2 separate regions of the Zea mays genome follow, and region 1 is linked to region 2. A link is a contact called in public Hi-C data. All regions are on one chromosome and are shown on one strand. The core of a region is the stretch at or near the end of the contact, and the rest is flanking DNA. Distances in the headings are between cores, read along the strand shown.

What was found. Hi-C and Micro-C count contacts between places; a contact is called where the count stands out from the background.
Region 1: a Hi-C map of ear shows a contact between it and region 2, with 4 times the contacts expected there. The contact joins the promoter of LOC100278545 here to the enhancer-like site in region 2. A contact is called at or near these places in 8 of 25 Hi-C or Micro-C datasets (bundle sheath, ear, leaf and 1 more) and 1 of 3 datasets of contacts at active chromatin or transcription factors (leaf).

What each region holds. Positions count from the first base shown.
Region 1 is chr3:174,879,664-174,884,820 of Zm-B73-REFERENCE-NAM-5.0, forward strand. It overlaps LOC100278545, which reads left to right and starts at 3,692. Exons shown (of 3, transcript NM_001151785.2): 1 at 3,692-3,941. The coding sequence starts at 3,809.
Region 2 is chr3:174,758,265-174,763,295 of Zm-B73-REFERENCE-NAM-5.0, forward strand. No RefSeq gene overlaps it. Among protein-coding and RNA genes, the nearest start is that of LOC100277253, 10 kb to the left of the region's middle. Within about 2 kb of position 3,022, at least 19 of the 20 cell types and tissues checked have an H3K27ac peak or open chromatin away from gene starts, as enhancers often do. A contact at or near this core is called in bundle sheath, ear, leaf and 1 more, where this site is marked.

The DNA of each region.
Region 1 (5,157 bases), core at 2,442-4,941, 120 kb after region 2:
AGTTGAGCTCGTGCAAACCGGTTGAACCGATTTTGACACTGGTTGAACAGGTTTTACCCAGTTTGTTTCTAATTTTTGTTGGAAAAATTCTGCTTGCCTATTCACCCCTCTAGGCAACTTTCAGAGCGACGTATGAGTAGCAATCAGGCTCTCCCGGAGATCCGAGGGGTCTACGACGAGAGGATTGGAATCTTGCCCTAGCAGAAGGGCGTCCTAAAATCCTTCCTTTGGCCCATCGAAATCACTTGGTTGCACGAAATGAAAAGGATGAAAAAAACAAGCAGGATCTTGAGAACCCGGTAGCGGAAGGGAAAAGAGCCTATACCCCAATTCAACCATCCTCTACCTAAGAGGATGCAACACTGGGGGCGGTCCTCCACTAGATGCTTGCCTGGGTCCATAAGGGATCATGAAGAAACCGCCTTTCAACAAAGACGATAAGACAAAATATGATGAAGCCGCTAGAGGGAGGGATCATTTATAGAAAGGCACAAGGCGCAGTGGACGGAACAGGTGCCAAACGCCGTGTATGGAACGAGGCGACGGTTCAACACCAAATACGCAAAACTATGGAAGTGTGCACTAGGATAAGGGGAAAAGGGCCCGACCAGCCAGAAGCGCAATGACCAAAGGGGCAAGGAAACACCCGATTAGAGAGAAGCCCCCGAGGAGAGATACTCCCCCCTCAGGGGCTCGAGGGCTACTGTCGGGGATAAGATCCCCGACCCCTTGGGCCCGCCGGTCAGCGAGGGTGCTGGGAAGAGGCCTCTAGCAACTAGGGCCCATGGGTCAGCTGGATGAGAAAGGAAACGTCTGCCCTGGAAGCACCCACCCTTGGTTGAACCCTGCGACACCTAGCCCGAGGTTGGGCATGGCGGAACAAGACAGGGGGCTGAGCGAACCAAAAGGGAAACCACTCGAGTGGATCCCTCGCTAAGACTGGCCCATCATAATTGACTAGTTGCATTAACTGTGCCTAGAGCCGAGCCATGACAGATGCGCCGGTCCACCTCCCACTCATGGCCAACAAGCCCCTCGGGCTACAGCGCACTCATGACCTACGAACCCCTTGGACCGCGACGCCTTTATGGCCTACGCGCCCCCTGCCCTGCGACACACTCATGGCCTATCGAGAATAAGACTGAGTGTGCAGACCGCTTGACGGGCACAACAAGACAAGTCGCACCAAGCCCGATGATATGGAGGCCAGGGGTCGGCGTAGCTCGAATGATGGCACTTGGGCCCCACGCTGCCCACGCCATCTGCTATAAAGAATACGAGACAACCAGGAAATCTTGGGGCCCACGGGCACGTGTGGCTTCACCCCGTGGTAGAACGCTCGATTTTACCATCATCTGACGACTCCTTGAGGAAGCCACCGTCGGCCGACCCCCACCTTAGCCTATAAAAGGAGGTGGTCAGTCCCTAGACGGACCCCTAGATGCGAAGACGACGTACCGACGAAGGAAGAAGGACGCACCAACGAGGACCTAGAGGCTAGAGCCCCCCCGCCAAGCCAAGACTTAGTTAGGACTCCACTCTGTAGCCCTTAGTGTAACCACCTCCACAACAAGAGACTTGGGAGCCTCTCCTCCCTCTCTCACCCGCTTGTAACCCCTACTACGAGCATTGATCAGCAGTGTTGTCGGTAGCACAAGCCGTTGAAGACTGGATGTAGGGACGTTCTGCCCGAACCGGTATAAATCTTATACCCACCGCGCACACCGTTCGGAGCCCAGAACATGCACACAAATTTACTTGTCGGAGCGAGGTTCAAAACACTAACAATTTTAGTCTATATTGATGACTTGAATATCATAGGATACACAAAGTATATTAGGGAGGCTAGCATATACCTCAAGGTAGGGTTTGAAATGAAAGGCTTAGGGAAAACCAAGTTTTTCTTGTACTTATAAATCGAGCATTTTTTTGAAGGAATATTTCTATAGTAGTTGACCTATAGTATGAATTTCATTGAAAGCTATAATACTACAAAGCTCACCCTTTAAAGATTGATGGTCATAAGATACCTTGAAAGGGATCTTGACTCGTTTAGACCAAAGTGCGATGATGAGAAATCATTGGGACCTAAAGTTCTTTACCTTAGGGCCATTTGAGTACTGATGTATCTTGTGATTTGCACTAGGTATAATATCACATTTGAGTGAGTTTGCTAGCTAGACAAAGTGCAAACCCAATCATAAGACATTGGGCATATATTAAGACTATACTATAATACCTCAAAGACACTCAAGATCTTGGACTATTTTTTGTAGAATTTGGGTTAAACTTTGATGGGCTATAGAGATGTTGAATATCTATGAGATCCCCATAATGCTAGATCTCAGTCTGGCTTTGTTTTTTTCTCTATGGTGGTACTGTCGTATCCTAGAGATCGAGCAAATAGACACTAATAGCGACGTCTACTAACATCTTAGAGATAATCATATTGTATGAAATCGCACATGAATGTGCTTGGCTTTGACAAATCAAGATATGTGGTTTTCACACCACAAATACCCCACTACTATCTATGAAATAATATAACATGCGTTGCAAAAATAGAAACATGCTATATTAAGAGTAGTATGACTAATTGTATTCCTCCTAATCTTTTTCTATGCTTACGAACTACAGAATAAGGGTGAGTAAAAATCATGTAAGCCAAGTCTTATAATAACATGACTAATTTATTCACTAAATTCTTGCCTACAGACACCTTCAGAAGATATATTCAAGGTGTAGGGATGGGACATTTGAGAGACTTGCAGGTTCAGAGGGAAGACACCTCTAAATTTTTTAGCCCTTACTATTCGATTATGAAGATAGTAATATATACAACCCTAAATGTTTTAGTTCTTATAAAGATAACCATTGTAGTATTTCCTATCATAAGTTTACATTAAGTTTCTCACATATGGTTTTTAACGAGACAACATGTATACAGTCTAAAAAAACGAGACAACATGTATAATATATAGAGTGGCACTGTATGCTCTTTCCCTATTTTTTCATCAAACTTCTTAGAGTTTTAACCACACATAAGTTAGTCGCGATATTTACTCAGAGGAGTGTTAAGAAACCCCATAAAAATTTACATAGACTAATACCAAACATATCTCTAAAAGAATCTGTTTTCATATAAATAAACTTGTACTCCCTCTATCCCAAATTAAAATTTGCTTTAAAAAATTAATAAAATCATATGATACTTGGTGTATGTGATTTATCATCATCTATTTAACTGTAGATATAAAAATTAAAAACTACGAAGGGAGTCTTAACCAAATCTGAAATATGTGCTCAAAACGGCTGTTACAATCAAACGAGACTGAGTGGCGTAGAAGGCACGTTAGCTTTTTCTAGTGGCGAGGACAGAATTTCGATCTTTTTTTAGTGGCTTACGATGAACTGGCTTTGATTAGAAGAGGCCCGATGGGGCCGGTCATATCCTTTCATCTTGTTTTGTTAGCAGAAGTGGCCAATTGGCGAGTGGGCCTTAGCCCACCATGCGTCGTCTTGCTGTCTCTTCGCGCGCACGGGTTGCGGGTCCATCGGCGCGCAGCCAATTGGGGCACCTTCGGGCTTCGGCCTCTCGTCTCCCGTCCCGTTCCATGGAACGGGCCCCGGAAGCCCGAGATGCGGCCTGAGACTGGGAGTCTCGTCCCGAAAGGTGTCGGGTGTGGAACTTATCCTCTAATTCCCTTCATTCTCTTGCTTTGAAGGGTGGGGGGCTAGGGCGGGCCGCACTGCGCACCGAGCGGGCGCCGGGCGGACGACGAAGCGGCGAGGCAGTGACTGGGGAGAGATGTCGGGCGGCAGGAGGAGGGGGCTTGTGTGGAGCCTCCCCGTGGCGAGGTCGGATGCGCTCGGCAAACTGGGCCCTGCCTTCGGCATCGGCGCTGGCTGCGGCGTGGGTCTTGGCTTCGGCCTCATCGGAGGTGTGTACCCTTCGCCGACGTTTACTCTTCCTGCTCCGAGTGTGGCGGCCATAGACGAGTTCACGGAGCACGATTACCAAACCGGCGAACTGGAGTGCTCTCGATGGTTTTGACGGTTGAGATAGGGATACTTGTTTCCGGGGTTGGAATGTTTAATCCGAGGGCCGTGTAGTTTTTTTTCTGGTTTTCTGTTAGAGTTTCAAGCACCCGAAATTTGGAATTGTTGTGATATACTATCACTTTTCCCCGTGTTGTTGGTGAATATGGAACGGGATTCGAGAAGTAGTTGATTCTTCTTCAGGATCAGTCTAGCCAATCCAAACGACTGACGAACGCGTAGGGGCTCCGGCTCACTGCCAACAAAGGTTCGAAATCCATGCTCATTCTTCTCTTTTGATCGAAGGAGAAATCTACGCTTGTTGTGCGCAGATGCGCCTGTTTTAGATAGGATCGTATCATTGGATTAGGTGACATGGTGGCAGTGGTGGAAATCACTACTATTTCACGGCATATTGCTCTATACATCATTGGAGGGTGAAATCATTGAGTCCAGGATAGATTTTGTAATTGATCAATGTATCAGGGAGTACTGTTCATCAATATGCTAGCAAGATGCAGGTTGCATAATCTGTGTGTACCCACGACTGCAGGCTGCAGCTGCAGCTGTGGCCTCTTTCAAACATCCTCTCCCATAGCAGAGTGCAGAGCCAGGTGCCCGGCATCATCTTGCCTCTTCGACCATGGTTCTAGTCAGCGTTGGAGCTAGAAATGGTCACAACTCACAAAGGGATCAGGGGTGGTGACTGATGACTTACGTCAAACCAAATACCTCACTAGGTTGCACAACACAGTTGTGTTATTAATATCAAGAAGCCACTAGTGATGAAACATGCATCTAGAAACAAGCCTCAGGTTCCTAGTACATCCCATAGTTGATAATTCACTTCTGGATATCCTTAAGTCTGCAATAACTAGATGATAGCAGCAGCAGCAACAACAACAAAGACTTACAGATCCAAGCAAGTTGGAGTAGGCTACTAGATGACATATAAGCATCTGAATCAAGATTATGGGAGTAATAAAGTGCTTTTAACTTAGAATACTCCTATTTGCTTTTGTGCTCTAAACGAGCTGATGCTTGTATGCAAGCATCACCCCACAATCTCAACAGAGCCTATTCTATACGGTCGAAAGCGTCAAAGCAGGGCGTTGGAGT
Region 2 (5,031 bases), core at 1,772-4,271:
AGGTGGTGAGAAAGCATGGCTAGTAGCAACTGGGTTTATACGCAAACCCAAGCATTATTTTAATGCTATAAATTCTCTTCTACTGTGAGTAGTAAAATTCCGATACAATATTATGGGCAGTAAATCATCTATCTTTGCAGTTGATAGATGTAGTGACAACATGTGCATATGTGGTCACTGGATTATGGTATTTATGGAGTCTTGAAGGATTCCAAATACATAATCACCAATCACAAATTTGCAATGCTTGGAAAGTCTTGGTGACTTAGAGCATCTTGGTCAAATATGGTACATTCGACCTAGTGAATCCTTCTTTCTGAAAGGATACACAAAGAATGGTATGTTCAGTATAAATATGTGCAACATATTTCTAAACATACATTACTTATCGACGGAGTTCGAGATAGAGGATATGAATTGTAAGAGATTTCAATTCAAAGTAAACTATCTTGAGTATCTTGGATACTAAGTTGTCTATATCCAACGCATATTGAAGAAATTCAATATAATGGAATCATAGTTATTTGATTCTTTCAGATCATGAGATGTGCTATTGTATCTTGCAAGAGCATCCGGCCGGATATTGCTTTGCAAAGATTTGCTAGCTAACAACACATGAGATCGAGTTATGATCTCCAGGTGTACTCATGCTCTCCTTATGTTTGGATATACTGATCTTGAATATCTATAGAAGATCCCCAGATACAAGATCAATGACATACTTCTGGTAAGTTGGACCTACTGTTTGATAAATGTCGATCAACAGAGATTAATGGTCACTTACACACAGAATGATATACTACATACTGAGGGTATGTGGTGGTCATGATTTTATATCATTGACCTTATTATCTATGGAGATAATATTACTTTGTGTTGTTTAGATGAAAAACAAGTTACGAACTAAGTCTCTACCTTACTCCACATTTTAAATGTGTTTGAGAGTATGTATGGGATGACTTAGTGTTTTGTAAAGATCAGGGGGAGTTTTCCTTTTGATCTGAAGAACTTGTATATACATCATGTTGCACTCTTTTCTTTGTATGAGTTTTCACCTATTTGGGTTTCTCATTCAAAGTTTTTAGCGAGGCAACATCAACACAAGGCCTATGTCATATCATCTATTTTTCCCGTAGAGGTTTTCAAGGATGATACATTATGACATAGTTATTGTTGTATTTGAACTAGGATATGAGTTTATCTCCCTAGAGTTCAAATGGATCAACAATAGAGTATGACTACTCTCCTTATTTTTTTCCCACTGGGTTTTTAAGGAGACTCAGCTGATATGTTGATTTCTCAGATTTTCTGGCAAGATTATTTTGGAGAAATATTAGCCTGAGTTATATGTCTCATCATTTATTTTCCCCACGGGGGTTTTTGAAATGATGACTATAGACATATTATTGTTCTTTGGGCTAGAGGTCCATTAGAGAACAATGTCGTATTGTGGTTCAATTGAACCACTGACCATTATCCATAAGGATAATTGAGCTTGTGTTGTTCAGATGGAAACAGGAAAATGGAAATATTAACATCTTGCAAACAAAGTCTTGTGATAATCTTGCTGATCTATTCACAAAATCTCTACCATACTCAACGTTTTCAGAAATGTGTTGAGGTGATTGGTATGAGAAGACTTAAGTGCTTGCAAGAATCAGGGGGAGTAATTCTCCATGATATTTGACCTGTTTTGTACCATCATATTACACTCTTTTCTTTGTATGAGTTTTGCCTTGTTAAGGTTTTCTCATCCAAAGTTTTTAACGAGGTAATATCAACTAAGCTATATGCTTCATCATTAATTTTCCCCACATGGGTTTTTTAAGAATGATGATTACAGGCATATTTTCTTTTGGAGGTCAGTGTGAGTTCTACTCATAATCCAAAAGACATTGTGTACTCCTTATTTTTCCCACAGGGTTTTTGAGGAGATAATATCTTGGAAGACAGCTGACAGATGATCAAATGGACTTGGATTGATCAAAGGGGAGTGTTACAAAATAACATATTACAAAGTTATATGTGATATGGTGACCAATCCAAGGGGCTCGACGAACACATCCCCAAGGGACACACCCCTTGGTGATGACCCCTGTCACATGTATATAAACAAGTCTTCCCTGCAATAAAGGATATCGCTGTCATTTGTATTCTCTCTGTCTCTCTCGACTGAGTAGACTTTAACACAAATAAAAAAATATTCGGTCTCTTTTGTGTCTGTGTCTGCTAGTGTTGCCTTGGATCACAAGAAGCGGCTACCTCGTTCGTTGCGTACTCCAGACCGACAAGGGCTGAAAAGAGTAGTACTCCTTCCGTTGGACTGAACGTACACTAGGAATGCTTATTCGATAAGAACTTCGATTAGATTTCCACCGCATCGTCCAATGTTTTTCCATTAGCTAATAATAAGCAATTAGGGACGAAGCGATGCAAGAGAACAAGAAAAAGCCACCATTTTCTTTATCACCCTATAGATAGAATCGCGTCCATCATTCTGTAATGACATCGCCTGCCGGACCACCGGCCACCCGTTTAGTAACGCTCAGCGATCGAACCGAGCGTGACCTCTAACCCTACCTGCATGCGGTCAGTGTCATCGAACTTAGTCATATACTACGCAGACGAACGGCATGACCGCCGCTCGTATCTGAACCGACGCAGTCAATGAACAGGTGCGATTTTCCACTGCAGTTTCTCAGTCTGGCGCGCCGCCCGCGTCTGAGAATTCTGAACTCTGAAGAACACTTCCGGGTCCGCGTAGGCATGCACGCACCATTTGACACCTGCACTGCAGTCAATTCCAGAACCCCTCCCTGCTTCGTGAGCTGTGATCGGATCGGCTAGATGGTGGTCGCCGCCCTTGCCATTTCTCTATTCCCTCCATCATCACACGCGTGCGTGTCGAGCTGTCTTGCCGGGACAGAAAACGGAGCGCGTGGCATGGAGCGTCGCCGTCGCGGGTTCTCGGAGTAGCTGGCCAGCTCTGCAGACGCGTCCCCAGCTGCGTCGTCGTCTCCCTCTCCCCCCGTGCCCCAACGTGTCGTCACCAGCGGGCTGGTGAGTTTTGCACCGGCATTCAACGGTGTCCGTACGTGTGTCTGTGTGTCCCGAGACCCCCGAGATAGAAAAGGAACCGTAATCTCCTTTTTGTGCACCAGTGCACTCCCTAGTTTATTCTACCGTGTCAATGTCTGAACGGAGCACGACGAACGAAGCCGTCCGATGAGAAAATTTCGGAGAGGTCTCGCGCAAAAGCAACGACAAGAGTACAGGACCCTGCTCCGTTCTGCGCCTTTCTTCTTGGTTGTGGTAGTATGGCTTTAGTTGGGCCCTTTCTCCCTTTCGGCCCGAAACAAGTGCAGACGAGCCTTCCAAGTCCTCCACAGTGTTGAGATATCTGTGTCCTTAATTCCTTGTGGATAAATCGTGGACTAAAAATTGGCAGTAGTTAGTAATGTTTTTTTCCCGAAGTAACCTCCGGAAGGGCAGAGAGTAGGTTGCAATTAGCAACATGTCTCACCAAATTCCGATGCACTATTTTTTTTTTGTTGAAAAGATAGTGATCGATGACACATGTTGCTAAAAGCAGGCTTCCTGACTATGCATCCATTTCAATCATGGAGAGGAGTTAAATACATAAACGTTCATGCGCCATGACCCTTTTCTAAGAGCATACCATAATTTTCACATGCTTATTAGAGAGACTTTTTTTCCCTTGCAGGTGCTATCTGTAGCTACCTACAACCTACAAGAGAATATGTAATGCAAATGTACTGAAAGAGTTATTAGTCTCTATTCTTTAAGGGTGTGTTTCGTTGTAGTGACAGAACGAGAATGAGATAGGACGATCCCTCAAATAAGTTTGTTTGTTTCAGAGTCAGGGGTTAGAACAGGATTATCCCAATATTGTCTCTAGTTGTCCCTCAAAATTGGAGGGACGAGAGAGGGCGCTAGAGGACGTTCCTGTCCTACCTGTCCTCAGCTGTCCCGCAACCAAACGCATCATAACTTACCCGCCTTAGTTTTCTTTAACATATCTCTGCAAAAAAAAGCTACAAGCTTCATTGCACATATGCAATGGGCGACTCATAGGGACACATGTAAATTTAATTTGCTGATTGCTATGTCATACTTTTTTCTTGCATGTATGCGTTGCTTTTGTATCAGGGGCGTGTTCGGCTGGCTACAAGCCGACACTGTTGCAGCTGTTTGGATTGCTGCAGCTGCAATCCATAGAGAGAAAAATACTGTAGAAGCCGCAGCCGCAGCCGGATTGCAGCCGCAGCAAGCCGCAGCGAACAAGCTGCAGATTTGCCGCTAATTCTAGGCTTCTCTTGCTGGACATGATGATCAAAATATTGTAGAAATAGATATAAGCAATGTACTCCTAATGGGCCCAACTGGCTCAGGTTTGTATTTCTTTATTTCTTAAAAATTATATTGCACACTTCCATGCTTTGAAGGATGTCTGACACATTTATAACTAGAGTTACTCTTAGAGCTATTGTATTGTAATAACGCTTTATATATATATATATATATATATATTTGTACTACTTATTAAGACAGCAAAAGTAGTCTGCCTCCGTCGGTTCTGTCGTTCTGCCTCCAGTAAATCTGCACCGTCCATCCATCCTGCGCCATCGTCCATCGCAACCACCGCCGCTCGATCGTCGCTCTCCCGAGGACCACCCGCCCGCTCAATCGTGTGCTGGAACCTCGCCCTCCCGAGGCGCATCCGCCTGCTCGATCATCGCCCTCCCGAGGCTGCCATCGTCCATCGCAACCCCTCCCCTCCGTCGAGGTCGCCAAATCTCGTCTAACCGTCGAGGGCTGCACCCCTCCGCCCCGTGCCACGGCACCCAAATCCCACGCCCCATCCCACACCCTTGATGACGACGACGAGCGTGTCGCTGCTTCTCCTCTCCCCTCTCCCCAGTCTCCACTCTCTCCACGCCGTCCTCCGCGCGATGTCTCCAGACTGCAGCAACCGCTCCCTCTTCTTTCACTCTCTCATGCGCACCTGAT